3 separate regions of the Mus musculus genome follow, and all the other regions are linked to region 1. Evidence: chromatin contacts called from public promoter capture Hi-C data. All regions are on one chromosome and are shown on one strand. Each heading gives the region's core, a stretch centred on a gene start, on an enhancer-like site or on the middle of the called end of the contact. The rest is flanking DNA. Distances are from core to core; before and after follow the strand shown.

Region 1 (4,163 bases), core at 440-2,939:
CCTCTAATCTGGTCATGTCATTGATAACCAGATAAGAGAGAACAGTAAGAAACATACTCAGGGCCACATCTTTCAACAATTTACTCCAGGAATATAGGGGCCACACACATTTATATCAGACACATTATATGAAATAATGTCCCTTCTTGTCTACGGGGTTCAAGCCTTTTAACAATTACAGTATTTCACTTTTTTTTCCCAAAAATGCACGCGCTCTTGTGCACATACACACACACACACAAATCACTTTTAGGACTGGAAGTACTCTACAAAATTAAAGCCTATTTGAAAGCTTAAAATTGATAATATATTTAAATGAAGCTACTTCAAAGTGGAGAGTTCATATAAACTATTATATTCCTTATTGATCTGTAATGACTTGCCAAATCTTGCTACTATCTTAGGGCTGGAGAGAACAGTATGGTGTTTTATTTAATTGGAGACAATAAACAACTCCCTGGCCCAAACACTGCAGCCTGACCTTTGATGAGGGGCTTAAGTTAGTGGGACAAAGGAAAAGGAGTCCCTTACGCAACAAAAGCCGCTATTTCTAATTCTACTGGTGCTTAAAGACCGATTCCTATCAAAATACAAATGTTCATCCATAGGGAATTAGTTAAATATACTGTATCGATAGCACAGGTTACCCTGCAGAAATTAAACAAACATGTTGATCTACATTTAACAAAAGAGGAAATAATATATGACAGCTTTAAAAAATCCATACACACATATGTACCCCCCTTACGTGTTTAAATATGGATATATTACTGTTTAGTAGTGGTTAGCTCTGGGCAGTGACAAAGATTAACAAGTTTTGTTTGTTTCTGACAGTTTTTAAACTCAAACAAACAAAAGAAATCACCAAAAGGAAATGCCCAGAGAAAACATCGGATATGAAAACTAGCGTTTTGCTTTGGGAGCTCAGGAGGTCCTCAGAAAGTGAACGGAGCCCCTGTAGCCTCTTCCCAGAGCAAAGCAAACAAACAATTATGCACAAACTACATTAGCAGATGTATGGGAGTCTCTGGCCTCCTGACCCCGGGGCTAGGACTCCAATTCACACCACTCTCTGTCATCTCCACCTGCTGATAACAAGGAAACAGAGGAAGAAACTGGTTCTCCAGAAAGGGAAAGGCTCACTGGGATCGTGAAGGCAGGGCTGGCGTTTCGTCTCATAAGCTGGTGGGTTCTGTCTGTACGCACTTGAATCTCGGTAACCAAAGAAGCAAAAACTCTAGGCTTCAATAAACCAAACAACCCTGCACCAGGTCTTCCACAACCTTGGCTATTAAACTAACAATCAAATTAGGCCACTAAAAGATTCACTCTAGGGCTGGTGAGATGGCTCAGTGGGTAAGAGCACCCGACTGCTCTTCCAAAGGTCCAGAGTTCAAATCCCAACAACCACATGGTGGCTCACAACCATCCGTAATGAGATCTGATGCCCTCTTCTGGTGCGTCTGAAGACAGCTACAGTGTACTTACATATAATAAATAAATAAATCTTTAAAAAAAAAAAAAAGATTCACTCTAACTTTTCTATGCTACAAAAGCAACCGAAATTCCCTAATGCCAGGATAATTAGATAATGTGACAGTTTTGAATAACTTCCTAACTGACATCCCAGGACAGACTCTGCGACATCAGCAGCAGGACTGTGTAGCTGGCTGCGGCTGGGTCTACACAGCCTGGTCTGTGAGCTACTGCCAGGAAATGGTCTTGGCCCTGGGTACTCTCCAAAGGCAGTGGGAAACAAGGCCAAAGGGGAGGATTTTGCTAAAGATCGGGACATTCAGAGTTGGAGAATACATTCTGCCCCACCAACTCAGCATCTACCCACATCTTGTCTTTAAATAATAATAATGATAATAAATTTACACAAATCTTGATTATACAGATGTTAGTCCTAGATTCTGCAAAACAATCCATAGTGTGAAATAGGTACTTCCCAAAAAGAAAGTACTCTCTTGGGATGTGAACAGAAAAAGGAGCCACCAAAAATGTCCCTATGTGTGCATGTGTGCATGTGTGCAGGTGTGTGTGTGTGTGTGTGTGTGAGAGAGAGAGAGAGAGAGAGAGAGAGAGAGATGAACCTTGATAGAACTCTACATTCTTTTAACTTAAAAAAAAAAAAGCTAAAAGCTCATCCTAGGGAAAATTGAGAATCTCTAAACCCAAGTCAAGATGGTTTATCAGGTATATTAGGACTATTAAGTTTCTAAGGTGTGGCGATGATCTGGTGGTTGTAGGAAAGGTAGCCCAGTCCTTAGGAGATGCAGACTGAGGAAACTTGGCATCTGTAATTACTTTTAATTGCATTAAACAGAACTAGTCAGTGTGCTGATCTAGGGAACCAGAAGTAGTCTCTGGACCACTCTTGCTTCGGGGGAAAGGGTCCCAAACTTTCAGTTGCTTTTGTGGTCAGGAGATTGGGGATCGAGCCCAGAGACTGAGCAGTATCCTGGCGTCACCACGGTGCTTCACCCTCAAACCTTGGTTGGTTGGTTGGTTTTTGAAATCGGGCTTCACTGCCGAGCTTGGATTAGCCTTGACCACAGTTGTCCAGGGTGCCTTCCAAATCCACCAACACCCTGCATCAGACTCCCAAACGCTGGGATTTCAGGAGTGTGATCCCACATCCTCCTTCCCTTTTTCACAAGTATCAAAGCTTCCTCTTGTTTTTCGGCTTAGAAGTAACACCCGGTTCCCAGAGGCTGCATTTTGATTATCTGTCCAATCACTGTTGAACACTTGGTTGATTCCCACATCTTAACTGGTACATATCGTGAGCAAGGGATTGCAAAATTAACTGAAGTTCCCATCAGAGGCACGGTTTCAAATTCGAAATCGTCTTAGCTGGGATTAAGATAGGCTTTCTTCCAGCTTAGCCAGCATATGCCACCTAGATGCTTCATTTAATGGGTGACTGTAATCGGGGACTAGAACAAGCATTTCACTTGCTAGCCAAGCATCTGAAACGACAATCCAAACAGAAAGATGCTTAGGGGAGGTGGAAGACTTATCCACATCCACTGTCTTACGAGGCGAAGCCAGAGACCTCTATTTTGGTCCTTTCAACAGCAAAGCCTGTGTTCTTGACCACAGTGTATTCATGCACAAGGTAAAACTGAAAATCCTTATGAAGGTTTATATATGCTCAGCCCAGGGAGTGGCACTATTAAGAGGTGTGACCTGATTGGTGTAGGTGTGTCAATGGGTGTAGACATTAATACCTCATCCTAGCTCATCCTAGCTGCCTGAAAGCCAGTATTCTGTTAGCAACCTTCAGATGAAGATATAGAACTCTCAGCTCCTCCTGCATCATGCCTGCCTGGATGCTGCCATGTCCCCACCTTGATGATAATGGACTGAACCTGTGAACTTGTAAGCCAGCCCCAATTAAATGTTGTCCATATAAGAGTTGCCTTGGTCATGGTGTCTGTTCACAGCAGTAAAACCCTAAGACAATCCTCAAAACTCTCAAAGATCTTACCATGTATTTGCAGGGCATGAAAGAATTAGGTTTGTTTTAGATTTAGTACTGGACCAAAATCATGGACACGTCCGCAGCAAGGAGCATGATTTCACAGTAAAGAAAACCCATGCAAAAAATACATTAAAGTTGACTCTTGCACAGCATGGGTCTGGATTCAGCAAATGCACCTTTACACACATTTGTTTTAGATTTGTGACAATTTGGAATTGCTAAAAGATTAATTACCTAGAAACCTCGAAAATTAAGATGTAGGCTTGGTAGGGCTCAGTAGTGGGACCCTTCATATAAATATGGAGTACCCGACAGAACTCATGACAAGACTTGTCTCAAAACACAAACAATTAAACAAGACCAGAGAAACAGCTAAAGAATGAAGCTAACCAGAAGGATGGAGCAGGGGGATCTCCAATTTGAGGTCATGCTGAACTACACAGCAAGAATTACCTCAGAAGACAAAAGTGTGGAAATATAGACATCAAAGACTAGTTTGTATATAAGTATCTACAAACAGATATTTCACTTGAAGGATGTTTTCAATAATTTCCAAATAGAAAAACAAACCCATGTCTGAAAATAGCTCCACAAAACCAAAGCATATCAGGACCACAGACTAAAATACCGGGACATTCCATAACTAGACAATGCTTGTTTGTTTGTTTGTTTG
Region 2 (4,163 bases), core at 470-2,969, 250 kb before region 1:
ACATGGTTCCGTGATAAAATAATGAAACACTACCATTTCCTTATTGTAGGGGTTTATGTCTCAATGTGTGTGTACATATCTGTACCCATGTGTGAAGAATGTGCTCAGACAACTCGTGCACAACATGTAAACGCCCCATGGAACCCCGGACTTTGAATGTACTCGTGGTCATTCACAGATGTCTGAGTTTCTCTTCCTTAGTGTACCAGCAATTCATAGCCTGGTAGAGGATGTTAAAGCCCAGAGTAGTCAGGGGAAAGTAAAAGCCGGAGTTAATACTGTTGGTAATTTTGTGACTGCCCTGCTGGAAATCCAGGTGGGAGTAGGGGAGAGTAATTAGGTAGGAAAAGAGATGGGCAGGGCTCAAAAATAAGTTATAAAGTAATTCTACTTTAAAGACTCTACATAGGGAAATGTCAGGGTGGGGAGGCGGGAGTGGGTGGGTAAGCACCCTCAGAGAAGTAGGGGAAGGGTGCATGGGATAGAGGGTTTGTGGAGGGGAAGGCAGGAAAGGCAATAACATTTATATGTAAATAAATAAAATAACCAATAAAAAAGGACTCTACATTAACACAATGTAAACACTCGAGAAGACAGAACAGACCAAGTTTCCTCATTCCAACAGAAGTACATCTAGAATCCCCAAGCATGGCATATGGTCACACAGCTGCAGCGTCTAGAGCCAGGCAGAGTGCTTTGAACCTTGTGTCCTGAGGATCAACACCCCAAGGGTGATACGTTCTCTGCTATTTCTTAGAGCCTCACCTATCCAAGGTTAGGTACAGAATGGACAGACTACCCTTACACACCAATGGGTGCAGACACAGGCCCGGGAGAATCCTGTTCTCTCTAGCCAAAGAACATGGGACGGGGCAGCCTAATGAGGCAATTAACATACAATACCCACTCCAAGCCAATCACATTCAAGCCACCGCACTCATGCCAAGAGAGGCGGCATGAGGAGCCTAGGGTTTCACCCTTGAGTCTGTGACCATGTCCCTTCCGTGGTGATGATGTTAAGCAGGGTACAAAGTTTTATTCCCACTGTCCCAAAGCTAAGAGTCATCCTACAGTGTAAACGGAGAGTGATGTGGAGTCCATACCTCAGCCTGCCTCGTAGTAACAATGCCGACGCACTTTTCCTTTGCTGTATCTTACTGGCATCATAACTAACAGACACAGTGAGGACTCAGGGTCTCCTCCTTGACACCCAGTATTAATTAGACCATCATGGCCTCCCTCACTGTGCCATCAGGAGAGGCTGTGCAGAGAGCTGGAATGGCCAGCCCCACCGAATGAAAATGAGGCACATGCCCTAGAGCCCAAGGGGACGTGGGGCTTTATCTCCCCCTAGTCCTACACCCCCAGTTGTTGCTGCCACACTGAAAATGGATACAGGCAAATAAAATCAAGTTTAAATCCATATAAAAACCAGGAAGGGATCCATCTGTCTGCCTCTGGAGTGCTGGCATGAAAGATCTAGACCATCATGCCTGGCCAATATTGTTTTCTCTAAGGGCACATTTTGATATTTTAGGTTCAAGAACTATGACATTAACCTGATTAATTTAAAACCAAACCTTTGGGAAACACTTGCAAACATTTCTTATGGTAGCTGATCTGTAGCTAGTGACTGGGCAAGCTCCAGTGTGTGCTAAGCAATGTGAACTCAACCCGTCATTCAGTCTGTGTCTGTCTTACATCATTCAGCTAACTGAGCACTGTTAAGTGCTCGAGAAAACCCTGCTCCCAAAGGACACAATATTTGTCTTGTTACTCAGAGAAGGCTTGGGTGCCAGCCCCTAAATGTTCAAATAAATTTTCATGAAAAAAAAAATCCGGTATTTTAAAATAGCTGAATCAACTTCACGAATAAACAAACCCACTTTGCTACAACAACGAAGCACACAGATTCCTGCAAACTGTAAAACAGGCAGGCAAACACATTCCTCGGGCATGAATGCGCCTCACAGAAATGTGAGCAGGGAGAAATGATAGCAGGGAGCTATCCTGGTCTCCCACCAGCCTCTGTGACCCTTGACTGGTATATTAAACGACGGGCAGGGCATGAGGCTTTAGAACCTACAAATTACGATTACACAATGCTAGAAACCCAGCTTCGGAGACTCCCTCCCATAGTCTGTGTGTGGTTCTTGCTTTTGCCTGGTGTGACTGAAGAGGTCGGTCGCACATCTCCTGCTGGAGGTATCCTACAAACCCGTATGACCCCCTGCAGAGTTTGCAACGAGAGCCTCACAACTTAAATGTAAATATCCACAAGGATAGAAGTTAAACTTTCCATTCCAGGGACTGTCTTCGCCGCTCACCATTTTCCACAGGGTTGTGGCTAACAGCAGAATTCTCTGAAACTTTGGAGTAGAAACCGTGCGAGCCACAGGCAGGTCAGAAACTATAATTTTTTCCCCCTTTAGTCATCTTTGGAAAAAACTCTACATCAACCAAGAAAACTCCTTTTTAAAAACAGAGACTTTCTCTTTGCATACAGAAGTATGACCATGGGACAGTAGATACCAACCTGTATACGAATTCAGACTGCTCACAGATACATCAGTCTAGGCATAAGACTAGTGTGAGCGGCACGCATGTACGTAGACACAGAGCATTCTGTTTGGAAAACGAGGCTTTCCCTGTGTGGCAGGTGCTGCCTGTGACGTAATGGGTGCAGGTGCCTGCTAACCGTGTGTAGATTAGTAGAGCCCTGGTGCTCAGACATAGCCCGGCGAAAGTCTACTGAAACCCCCACGTTCGTTTCAGAAGCACAGCAACTGGAGTGGGAATCCAGCAGCAAGACACGTTTGTTCAGGTAAAGACCCTGGGCAGCTTGAGTGCACCTCGGCAACAAGGCGCCGGTCCTACCTGCTGAGACCTCAGAATGGCAGCGTCGATCTCCTCCACTTTCTGCGTGATTGTGTCGCTCACCAGTCGGTAGCGTTCATTGTCCTCGGCAATCGTCTTCTCGAGCCCTTCCCTGGCCCTCCAGGGCACCAGTTCCAACAAGGCACTGCTCACTTCATTGAGAGAATCCACTAAGGCTTTGTTGCTCCTGACTTCGTTTTTCAGTTCCTTGAGAACATATAAACGCATGGGTAAACGCCGGGGCAGGGTCTCCCTCTGCTCTGTTCTCAGGGTGGGAGAGGGGGAGGGGGTGGGGGTTCTTTGCTGGTTGACAAGGCTGTGCTTGGCCTGGTTAGTTACATCTGAGCTAAACGAATGTCCATTATTAAAAGATGTTTTGAAAAAAAAAAATCAAAAGTGTTTCCAGAGAAGTTTAGGAGACAGTTCATTTGTCAACATGGCAGGAGTTTCTCTTTGAAATAGAAAATAAATATTTGCTCTTTGGAGAAACAAACTCAAACCAGCTAACATGTTAAGTCATCGGCTAACAGAAGTCAAGCAACAAGGCCTGTCACACGCCAACAGGAACACGGCCTGCGGTGAGGACATGCTGGTGTTGTGAGAGACTACAGCCTCCCCAACTCATGGGATCAGCGGCCGACACGTTGGGATGAATGCTCTGAGAGGCAGTGTGCTTTTTAGGTATTGCCAGGAAAGTCCCCACACTACCTATCTCTGACAGAAATGTTTTTCCAGCCAAATTACCTGCCTCTGATACAGTGGTCATCTTCCTTTTCCCCTTTCCCTTCTTTGTTATTCTACCTTGGGCAGGAAACTACATTCTAGTCACCTGTCTTAAAGGGAACAGTATGCCCTGTGTGAATGGTCACCTTACTGCTGGCTTCCACCAGACCCCGCCCCCCATGGCCACTGCATTTGGAATCCTCACAGATCACCCCCTTAGGTGACACATGTGTCTGAAGGGTCACCTTACAGCTGGTTTCCAGCAGGCCCCGCCCCCCCACCGGCCACTGTACTTGGAATCCTCACAGATACAACCCCTGTAGGTGACACACGTGTGGGAGATGCACAAGTGCCTACTTTCTGTCTCTCTTGCACTTGACTGGCAGCTTCTCCTTTCAGGCCCTGAGTCTCGTAGGACAGCAGCTCCACCTCCACCTTGTCCAGCCAGTTACACAGCTCCTTGTGCATGGACTGCAGCTGGCCGGCGAGCTGCAGAGCATGTTCTAGGGTCTTCGCTACATCGGCACTCAACTTGGTGATGTCTTTGTACCTGGCTTTAATGG
Region 3 (4,163 bases), core at 527-3,026, 140 kb before region 1:
CTTATCAGTGAGAAGCCATTTATTTTCATCCTGCTAAAATTAACATGTTAAACTACTTCATATCACATGGTAAGATGAGAATATGAACCTATAAATGAGTCAGAAAAATCAAAGAGTTTTGGAAACAAATCCTATCCTTAGGGAAGGATACACATGCCCGCCTCTGGCTCCTCTGGTGTAAGAGGATGCTGAAGGGAAGGAAGCAGGATGAAGACAGGAGAGGCAGCATCCGTCCATGGCTCTCCATCACTGCTCTACTGTTACAGGCTCAACAGCAGGTCACAAGGAGAAAGGGGATCAGAGCTGGTCACAGATTTACTTAGCATTCTGTGTGTGTGTGTGTGTGTGTGTGTGTGTGTGTGTGTGTGTGTGTGTGTTTTAATTTGGCATGCTAGGGAGGAAACGTTTTATTTTGAGACTCTCATTAAGCTGGAAGCCCACCATTTCAGCTAAGCTGAATCCAGCATTCTGTCAGGATCCCCTATCTCCATCACCCAACCCTGGGGTTACTGGGCACATGCAGCCATACCTCAGTTATATGTGGGTACTGGGGATTTGAACTCAGGGCATGTTGCTTTCACAGCAAGCACTTTTACCCACCAAGCCACCTCCCCAGTCACAACACTGTAATGTTTGAAGTCATCACACCACTCGAAAATCTGCCTAGCTAATTCACTTTCCTCCCTCAACTCATGGTATAGCTGATGTTTTGATGAACACCATGTGCATTAACCACAGAAAAATATGTCTATGATTTCAGCTTTGATGTGTTTTTAAGTAACAAATGTAAATAATTCAGTGAGTAAAAGGGTAAAGTTTAGAACAGGAAAAAGATAAGGAGACCTAGCAGAGTACAATTAAACTGGGAAATATTCATTTCTCAAAAGCCTCGTGGAAGGGAAATGCCACAGTCCAAGAACCTTATTCTACAAAGATTCACACATCCACACATAACACAAAGTTAAATTCAACATTTCGATGGGGAAAAAAACAACAACAAAGGTGTCTACCAATTATGCATTTTAAATAAACTATGTTCCAATCACAGAACAGGGTACTATGGAAGGGAAAGGGACCTTGGCAGGGAGTGTCTGCTCGAGCCTGCCCAGGCTTATCCTGCTGCCACTGGGCAGGCTGCACTGGCAGCCCTCCCATTAAGGCAATGAACACTGAGGTGTTCTCCTCAAGAATGGAACAACGGGAACAGCTTTCTTTGTGTCAGTAAGTATCCATTTTCCTTCCTAAGGGAAGACTCAGCACCCCGCTGGTCTCTGAACTAGGCTGGGCAAGAGGGCCAGGAACAAAAACAAAGTAAAACAGGCTGGTATTTCCTCTGATACTTATTTGCCAAATTGTACCCTCCCCCCAATTAAGTGTAAAAATAGATGCAATAAAAATGGCAAGCAGATGCACACTACCTAGCCATATTCCTTATTCTCTTCAATGCAGTGCACACTGGCTCTTTCCTGGCTTTAAATGCGTCGATAGTTACCAGGGTCTAATTCCTTCTGAGTGCAACCATTCTGGGTTCCTTTTGTAAACAAACCATTTGATTGCCTTTGTAAAATGAAGCACTGTTTTGGTTGTTGCTTTGTTTTAGATTAGTAGCCACCAGTGCTTATGGTCACAGGAACCGGAACCTATAATAGGCAGGTGAGTGCACACGTGTGCACACACCCTCATGTATCCAGACTCTGCAGCCCGAGGACTGAGCGAAAGAACTACCCAGCCAACAACACTCACACACCTTCCTGTGAGAACATTTCAAACCCTCAAGGGCCTCCGCCCACTATTAAACCAGTCCAACCCAGTTGAGCTGCTAAGGACTGACTGAATCAAGGACTCAGTGTGAGTCAACAGCCTGCAGGTCACATGATTAAACAAGAAGACTCTGACCACAGCCTTCTGGGGAAAGTTACCCAATTAAAAGATTGTTAAAATTTTCATATGATGAAGCATAGTGTCCCCAAAAAATTTCAATGCAAAATGCAAATTATGAACAAAATAATTAATACTAAACTATGTCCTCCTTAATTAGAAAATAGTTTAAAGGGCATGTTCTTGCAAAGTATTGCCTAAAATTTCCAATGTTAATTGGCTAATATATTTAAAACAAGCCCATGGAAAGAATGCAGAGAATTAACTGGGACTGAATGAACAGGTAAATTAAAGACAAGAGCGGGACAGGCAGATACTAGTTAGCAGAAATAACCTCTCCTGGAAGTGTACCCCCCACCCGCAGCTTTCCGGTCCTGAGACCCTGGGGTTTCCCGCATCATCTTGCAGGGTCTCAGGGCCCGTTGTCCTTCTCCCTGCTCTTTCTGGTCTACAGATTCAAGTTCACTCTAGTGTGCAGGCAGCTGCATCTTCACACTGATGCCGGCCAGTGCGGCTGTTTGGAACCCGGTTTTCAGGAGGTCTGGGGAAAGCTCCCACTTGGAGAGGCTGACCAAAGTTGGCTCCGGAGCGGAACTTCAAGCTCACAGTCAGAGGTTTCTCCCTCTTGGTGAGAGACCTGTGAGCAGACTTAGGGCAGAAGCCACCTGCAGTGCTCCTGGAATCTCCACCTCTCTGGAGCATGCAGCAGTGGCCACAGGGACCTCTGCTACCTCCACCTGGCTCTCATCCTGCTTGGAGAATGTCTCTGGGGCGCCCTGGCTCTCAGCTCTTTGCCATTTCTCCCTCATCCTCTCTTGGTAACAGGCTGACTCATCAGATGCTTCCTTCCCTTCTCTGACGCTCCTTTCAGTTAAAGGCATCCAATCCAGCCTTCCAGATTATTCTTTTGAATAACAAAGTTCTGAGCTTATTTGCAGTGAGGCACGCTGACAACCTCTCACTCACTGTTTTCCGTGAAAGGAGTTTTATTATAGATCAAAGAGCATCAAACTTATGTGAACTGAACAAGCGAAAGAAGCAGGCACGTGGCATTGTCATCATTTGAACTCTTTCCATGAAAACTGAGCAGGAAAAGCAGAGGTTCCTAAAGGAGCTGGGAACAGCTGCAACATCTAGTAAGATTTAACTGGGGAAAATTAATTTATCCATGACCTATTTAAACAAGCCCCAAGAACTGTTCTTTATAATCTCCCTATTTTCTCGTTATTACCTGGACCATAAGCCAGGCTCTCTATTGCTCCTGGGTAATGGGACCTATTAACACTATAGAATTTGTGATTTTGCTCTTACTTAAGCTAAGTATTTTAATATGCTTTAATTTTTATTTTAATAGGTCTGTCCATATTACATGATTTTCATTGTTAGCTAACTCTAAGTTCAGCCATTAATATTGTGTCTCAGTGATTGACGGAGAGAAACGAAGACCTTTGTTTGGCAGTTACAAACGCATGGGCTCCTTTCCAGCTCATGAGCACTTTCTACATCTTTGCTAACTCTCATGAATCATTAAGGATGCAGGACCACCCTGTTCAGGTCGACACTTCCTTCTCTTTACAATCAGCAGCATACAGAAATATCCCAGGAATGACAACATCACACCAGTCACATTCATTATTTCTTAAAAGGCGTATGATGCAGGCAGATGAATTAGCATTTGAACATTTTTTAGTATTAATAAAAATGAAGGCAACAGTCTGTTTCATGAGTTTTGTTTGTTTTTTCGAGACGGTGTTACTCTGTATAGCCTTGGCTGTCCTGTAGACCAGGCTGGCCTTGAAATCAGAGATCCACCTGCCTCTGCCTCCTGAGTGCCAGGATTAAAGGCCCATGCCCAGCTTGGCACTCCATGGCCCAGCTTGTTTATTTTTTAAAAACTAGCATATTCTACTGCAGACCTCTGCTGGAGCCAAGACATCCATCTATGTGGTTAACATTCTATATGTCTCCATGAGTGCTAACATTGTATATGTTCTTGTGAGTGCAAACATTCTATATTTCTCCATGAGTAAGCACTCTTCTACCACTGCATTCTTTTGACCTCTGTGCACAATTTCAAATTACAAAGTCTATGGTACCCTTAAAAATTACTTTTTATTCAACTTCATATAATAGTTCTTTGGACATAAAAATCAGAAAACTAAACTATGTAAAAATCTTAGGATATTGACCTGTTAATTAAATACTGTTTACTTAGGTTAGCAAACCTGTTTCTTGTAGATATTCTAGATGACAATACTACTAAACATTGCTGTAGACTCTCTGAA

The links. Capture Hi-C pulls out chosen DNA fragments and counts their contacts.
Region 2: a promoter capture Hi-C map of adipose tissue shows a contact between it and region 1. The contact joins two enhancer-like sites. A contact is called at or near these places in 1 of 484 Hi-C or Micro-C datasets (nephron progenitors), 1 of 115 datasets of contacts at active chromatin or transcription factors (large pre-B cells) and 3 of 9 other capture datasets (adipose tissue, liver and pancreatic islet).
Region 3: a promoter capture Hi-C map of adipose tissue shows a contact between it and region 1. The contact joins two enhancer-like sites. A contact is called at or near these places in 6 of 484 Hi-C or Micro-C datasets (brown adipocytes, embryonic stem cells, hemogenic endothelial cells and 1 more), 15 of 115 datasets of contacts at active chromatin or transcription factors (astrocytes, craniofacial prominence, embryonic hindbrain and 7 more) and 2 of 9 other capture datasets (adipose tissue and pancreatic islet).

What each region holds. Positions count from the first base shown.
Region 1 is chr1:34,000,052-34,004,214 of GRCm38.p6, reverse strand. All of the region lies in intron 3 of Dst (dystonin), which reads right to left. Among named protein-coding and RNA genes, the nearest start is that of Dst, 94 kb to the right of the region's middle. Within about 2 kb of position 1,689, at least 1 of the 459 cell types and tissues checked has an H3K27ac peak or open chromatin away from gene starts, as enhancers often do. A contact at or near this core is called in adipose tissue, where this site is marked.
Region 2 is chr1:34,251,732-34,255,894 of GRCm38.p6, reverse strand. Dst (dystonin) reads right to left here. Exons shown (of 103, transcript NM_001276764.1): 67 at 3,958-4,163; 68 at 2,878-3,084. Among named protein-coding and RNA genes, the nearest start is that of Gm26788, 76 kb to the right of the region's middle. Within about 2 kb of position 1,719, at least 33 of the 459 cell types and tissues checked have an H3K27ac peak or open chromatin away from gene starts, as enhancers often do. A contact at or near this core is called in adipose tissue, where this site is marked.
Region 3 is chr1:34,137,909-34,142,071 of GRCm38.p6, reverse strand. All of the region lies in intron 9 of Dst (dystonin), which reads right to left. Among named protein-coding and RNA genes, the nearest start is that of Gm51742, 4.9 kb to the right of the region's middle. Within about 2 kb of position 1,776, at least 138 of the 459 cell types and tissues checked have an H3K27ac peak or open chromatin away from gene starts, as enhancers often do. A contact at or near this core is called in adipose tissue, where this site is marked.